Linked DNA regions of Sus scrofa: region 1 is linked to region 2. The links are chromatin contacts, called in public Hi-C maps. All regions are on one chromosome and are shown on one strand. The core of a region is the stretch at or near the end of the contact, and the rest is flanking DNA. Distances in the headings are between cores, read along the strand shown.

Evidence for each region. A called contact is a pair of places that touch in the nucleus more often than the background predicts.
Region 1: a Hi-C map of liver shows a contact between it and region 2, with 2.0 times the contacts expected there. The contact joins the promoter of SMPD1 here to the promoter of HPX in region 2. A contact is called at or near these places in 1 of 5 promoter capture datasets (liver), 10 of 47 Hi-C or Micro-C datasets (alveolar macrophages, embryonic fibroblasts, fetal heart ventricle and 5 more) and 2 of 2 datasets of contacts at active chromatin or transcription factors (alveolar macrophages and skeletal muscle).

The regions. Positions count from the first base shown.
Region 1 is chr9:3,327,174-3,330,196 of Sscrofa11.1, reverse strand. SMPD1 (sphingomyelin phosphodiesterase) reads left to right here and starts at 1,704. Exons shown (of 6, transcript XM_021062347.1): 1 at 1,704-2,161. The coding sequence starts at 1,862.
Region 2 is chr9:3,286,912-3,289,611 of Sscrofa11.1, reverse strand. HPX (hemopexin) reads right to left here and starts at 1,324. Exons shown (of 11, transcript NM_213953.2): 1 at 1,215-1,324; 2 at 1,000-1,064; 3 at 842-913; 4 at 283-404. The coding sequence starts at 1,297.

The DNA.
Region 1 (3,023 bases), core at 455-2,954, 40 kb before region 2:
TTCCCATTAATACCTTTATTTCTGAGACCCACTCAAGGGCAAGCATCGTGCCAGACTTAGATCTCCAAATGCCTTAGGCCGAAATTGGCTTCTTTTATATCAACAAGCTCTATCAGGTTCTTTTCCTCCGAAACTTCCTGCTTTGTCTACATACAAAATGCCCCAAGTTGGAGTTCCCATTGTGGGGCACGGAAATGAATCTGACTAGGAACCATGAGGTTGCAGATTTGATCCCTGGCCTCGATCAGTGGGTTAAGGATCCAGCGTTGCCGTGAACTGTGCCATAGTTTGCAGATGTGGCCAGAATCTTGCATTGCTGTGGCTGTGGCGTAGCGGGCACCTGTAGCTCTGAAGAGGCCCTTAGCCTGGGAACCTCCATATGCCGTGGGTGTGGCCCTACAAAGACAAACACAAAACAAAACAAAACAAGCCCCAGGTTGCCACCCATACTTAAGCTCTAGGGCTATGATCCTCTACTCGGGTTTGATAATTTGCTAGAAAAGCTCCCAGAACTCAGGAAAACACCTTTCACTTACACATCCTGGATGGTGCAAAAGGTACAGCCCAGGAATGAAACCAAGGGCAGGGCCCTGGGGGCTCCTGGGCACCAAAGCCTTCCTGGGCCCCTCATTTCTTATTTGTAGGAAAGAGGCCTCATGCAGCCTCCAGGGCTGCTCACGAGTTCTTTCCCGGTGACCAGCCCCATCCTGAGGTCCTTTAGGGGCCCCCACCCTAAGTTACCTTATTAGCATAAATTCAGGTGTGATTGGAAGCGCTCTCTATAACCAGACACTGCTCTCACTCAGGAAATCCAAAGGGTTTTAGGAGTCCTGTGCCAGGAACTGGCGACCAAACCAAATGCCTTTCCTATGATACCCTGGTACTCCATCTGAAACGATGCCCACACAACGGAGGGGGAAGAGTCACTTGGAAAAAAAATTCTCAACGAAAAGAACCGACAGGACCGGAGAATGGAGGTGAGAATGGTATTACACACGTCTTAGTATTGTTAGAACGGAGGATTCATAATTATAAAATGCCTGTTCCCGAGCCTGTCACCTCCTGCAGAGCTCGGGAAATAATAGCTTTTACCGGCATGGCTGCGGGAGGGTGGGAGGCCCAAGTTGTAATCCTCGTCCTTGCTGGCTGCAGGGTCCACACCTCTTCTTGGCCACTTCATCTCCTCTGGGCCTCAGTTTTCTCATCCACACAATGAGGGGTAGGGGTGCCCCCCTGCGAATAAAGGGTCCTTTCTAACTGGAGGCTCTGAGTCAGTAAGATCATCAGTCAGGGTGCGGGTACCAGTGGCAGAACTAGAGAAATTGAGGGCTGGTGGTGCCCGCCAGGACAGAGGGCCGACAAGGTGTGAGAGTCCCTGCCCGCGGTGCCCCCGCCACCCAGCCCCTCCCCCGCCTCCATCCCCCACCCATCTCCCTCCCAAAGTTTAAAGCCGGGTGGGCCTGGCAGTCAGCTATCAGAGGGATCCGAAGAACGCAGCTCTGGAGAAGCGAGGCGCCTAGGGGCCTTGGAGGGGCCTCTCGCCGGCCAGGCTGGGCTCCAGCCAGGGCTGGGCACCTGCCGGGGCCTGGCACAGCTGGACCGCCCGGGGTCAGGGCGAGGGCGGGAGCGGGACCGCGGGCGGGGTCCGGGCGGGTCGGGCGCGGCCGGCCCACTTCGCCTCCACCTCCGCCTCCCCGACACCGCGATCAGCTGCTGCGGACGGAGGAAGAGGAAGGGGCGGAGCGGCGTTGTGGCTCAGCTCCGAGCAGTCAGCCGACCGCGCCGCCTGGGATCCGGAGAGCCAACCAGGGCCCGCACCGGCCGGGGCCGGGCTGGTTCGTCGGGTCTAGGAAGCCCGGCAATGCCCCGCCACCGAGGGCCTCCCGGCCAGGGCCGCCCCAGGTGGGGCTGGGAGCAGAGACTGGACAGCTTCTTGCGGGTCCCCAGCCTAAGGCTCCTGAGTATGGGCTTGGCACTGACCCTGGCCCTGTCTGACCCCCTGGTTTTCTGGGCTCCTGCTGGGGCTCATCCTCTTCCCGCCCAAGGCCACCCCGCCAAGTTCAGTCGCATAGCGCCCCAGCTCCGGAAAGCCTTTGGCTGGTGGAACCTCAGCTGTCCCGTCTGCAAAGGCCTGTTCACTGCCCTCGACCTCGGGCTAAAGGTAAGCGCTCTGGGGGCTGCCGGCAGGGGAGGGGGGCGCGGGGCGGGGCGCCGGATGGAGGGGCGCGCTGGAGCGGGGGCTGGGCTAAGACCTAGCCTAAGAGCAACCGCGATGGAGAGGCTGTGGTCCGCAAACCTTTACCTAATCTGCCCTCCTCTGGGGACACCCGTGGCTGCAAGCCACCACTGCCACCTCCTCTGTGACCTTGTGAAGTGAGGAAAGAGTTCAGGCTGGGCACGGTGCTAGCCCTTTTATGGAGGTTAAATCAAGCCTGCAGGCTGGTTTCCTTACCATTCTTCACCCCATTTCACAAATGAATAGAGGTCCTGAGCTGAAGTCACTTGCTGGAGGAAGGACCAGGAGGAGGGCCAGCAGCTGGTGAGGGGTAGGGCCAGGGCTCTGACCCTGGTGTGCCTGACCCAGTGCCCTCCACCTTAGCTTTAGCACCTGCAGCCCTAAGCAAGGTGCCTGGGACTAAGGTGCCACCAAGACCCTCCGACTCAAAAAGGACTTGAATTAAGGACGATCCAGAGGTGTGGGACCTGATGGGGCTGGGCTGCCTTGACCCTGATGGGGCTGTGATGAGCGCTGGTTGGTAGGTCAGCTTTCTGGGGCTCCTCAGGGAGACAAGGCCCTGTCCCTGTGTGTGTCCCCAAGCTCTGGACAGTCGTCATCCTGCCCACCCCAAATTTCATGGCACTTGAGACAGGGACTGAGAAAGCCAGCGGGCAGGAAAAGACCTGAAATGCCACCGAGCTAAAATGCCACTGGCCTGGTGATGCCCGAGTCACAGGGCAAGGTCTGCTTCACCATGGTGATACCGAATCCATCCTAGCCCCAGTTTGGAGGAGGGGGCCCCAGG
Region 2 (2,700 bases), core at 75-2,574:
TGTGGAGCCATGGAAGCAAAGGAAGAAAGTCCCAGAAGGGAGAGGACGGTCACCGGCGTGAGGAGAGGCAGAGAGGCGTGGCCGAAGGTCAGGGCTGACGAGCAGCCACTGGGGGCTGTGCTGCCCACGTGCACACACGTGCCCTTAGTCTGAGCTCTTCCAGGAAAGGCAGGCACAGGGGGAGGAACCCTGGAACCTCTCGGGGAGGGCCCCATGCCAGGGCCACCCGGGGGAGGGTCCGGAGTGTGGACTCTGAGCTTCCTGACCTTGGCCCGGTCATACCTGGATGAGAAAGACTCTGTCGTGACCACGGCGGAAGGCGGCGTCCACGGAGCTGGGGGCGTTTTTCCACCTCTCTGAGATTAACCCCCGGGTCCAGTTTTGACCCGCCCACACAGACGGCCCTGCAAAACACGCCTGCTGAGGGACCCAGAACAAGCTTTTGGCCCCTGAGATGGTGACAACGAGGCCGTGGGCGATGCCCTCAGGGGATCCCTAGGGTCTCGCACAGAGGGACGCACCCTCAGTGAAGGGGCCAAGTCTGAGTCCCAAATGCCACCCCCAGCCCCTCCTGCCTTTCTTTTCTTTTTAGGGCCACACCCGTGGCATATGGAGGGTCCCAGACTAAGGGTCTAATCGGAGCTGTGCCAGAACCAATCTGTGTCTGTGATCTACACCACAGCTCACGGCAACACCGGATCCCTAATCCGCTGAGCGAGGCCAGGGATCGAAGCTGCCCGTCCTCATGGATGCTCATCAGATTCATTTCTGCGGCACCGCAAAGGGAACTCCCCAGTCGCGTTCTTGACACACTGAGCCAGGCCAGGACCTCCCCTCCTACCTTTAAAAAACAGCATAGCCCCGTGCTCATCCAGGGTGCTGGCGTCGAAGCCCCAGCCATCCGAGCAGCGTTCTGAGGAGGTGGAGAGACAGCGAGTCAAAGGCCAGTCAGGTGATCAGTCACAGCCGGACAGATAGACGCAGGGAGCCGGGCCTCACCGGTCACGTCTGGGTCCGGCTTGGACTCATTCCTGCCTTCAGCTCCGTGCTTAGGGCCAGCAGTCCTAGGGAGAAGACACACAGGTGGGGGGGTCCACAGGGCCCCATCCCTCTCTCTTAGCTCCTGACCCCAAAGTGACCCTGGCCCTAAAATCTGTCCCTGTCCCACTGGAGCCTGGGCCCCAGTCCTCCTTCACTGCCCCAGCCTCACTCACAGAGAAAGAGGGTGGGCGATGGCCAGAGAGCAGCAGAGCCCCAACAGCCACGGTGCCCCCACTGTTCCCAGCGCCCGAGCCATGATGAGCTGGGGGGGCCACAGGTCAGCGCTGGGCCCCGGCTGAACGCCCTATATAGAGGTGGCGGCAGCACCGCCCCCGCCCATGCCTGCTGGGGGGGACCTCCCGGGACTGTGCCAATGTTGGCTGATTACGTCAGTGCAAATAAGGTCAGGGTCCGGACAGGAATCCGAGCCCAAGACTGGCTCTTCCCGGTAGGAGACCCCATCCCCCTCCGGTGACTTTTGAGCAGGGACCAGCCCAGCCGTTAATGTCCAACCATGACCCTCACCACCATGGCGCTGGGTCCTGGTGGCAGGAAGGTCAGGTCAGGGAAGGGGGAAGATGGACTGATTAACGTTTTCTGAGGTTACCTCGATGGTGCCGGAGAGCCGAGGAAACTCAAATGTTTGAGTGTCTGCGAGCCTTGAGACACTCGTACATACATGAACTTAAAAACCACACGCACAGACACACATGTGAGAAATGCTCAGAGAACTGGGGGGGTTTTGGTCTTTTTAGGGCTGCACCACAGCCACAGCAATGTGGGATCCAAGCTGCATCTGTGACCTACAACACGGCTCACGGCAACGCCAGATCCGTAACCCACTGAGCGAGGCCAGGGATCGAACCTGCACCCTCGTGGATACTAGTCAGATTCGTTTACACTGAACCACCACGGGAACTCCGAGAACAGCCTTTTCCAAGCTCCACCAAGGGCCTTTCTGGGGCGCCCCCACGCCTCTTCAGCTTTTCCTTGGGCGATCAGGAATACTGCACTGCTGTCGAATGCCCACGTCTCACCCTCGCCCCCAGCCCCACTGGCAGAGAGCTTTGCAAAGATCACCTGGGAGGGAAGGGCTGACAGTGGTGGGGCAGGAAGAGGGGTCCCTCTTCCAGAGAGACCCGCGGCCAAGGAGACCTTCATAGCTGCCACCCCAAGGGAACAGTGCTTTGTGTACCCATCACAGAGTCAACAGAACGGTGCTGGGGTTTCACAATGTTGACAGCTGCTGACTCCTGCTTACACCTGCTCTTGTCGCCAAAGCCTTTCTTGGCCCTCCCTCAGCCAGCTCAGGCGCTCCTCGGCTCCTTTGCGTTACCTCAGAAAACGTGAAATCATTTCATCTGTCTGCTTAGGCTTTTGCCTATGCTTCCTCATGCTTTTTTCCTTTGTCTGTCTTTTGGTTTTTTCTTTTTTTGGCCCCACCCATGGCCTATGGAAGCTCCCCAGCCAGGGACTGAATCTGAGCCACAGCTGCAGCCACCTCGGATCCCCAACCCAGTGCCTGGGCCAGGGCTTGAACCCTTACCACCACAGATCCAACGCTGCAGTGGGAACTCCTCTTTAAAAAAAAATATTCACTGATTTTTTTCCATTAGAGCTGGTTTATAGTGTTCTGTCAGTTTTCTACTGTGCAGCAAA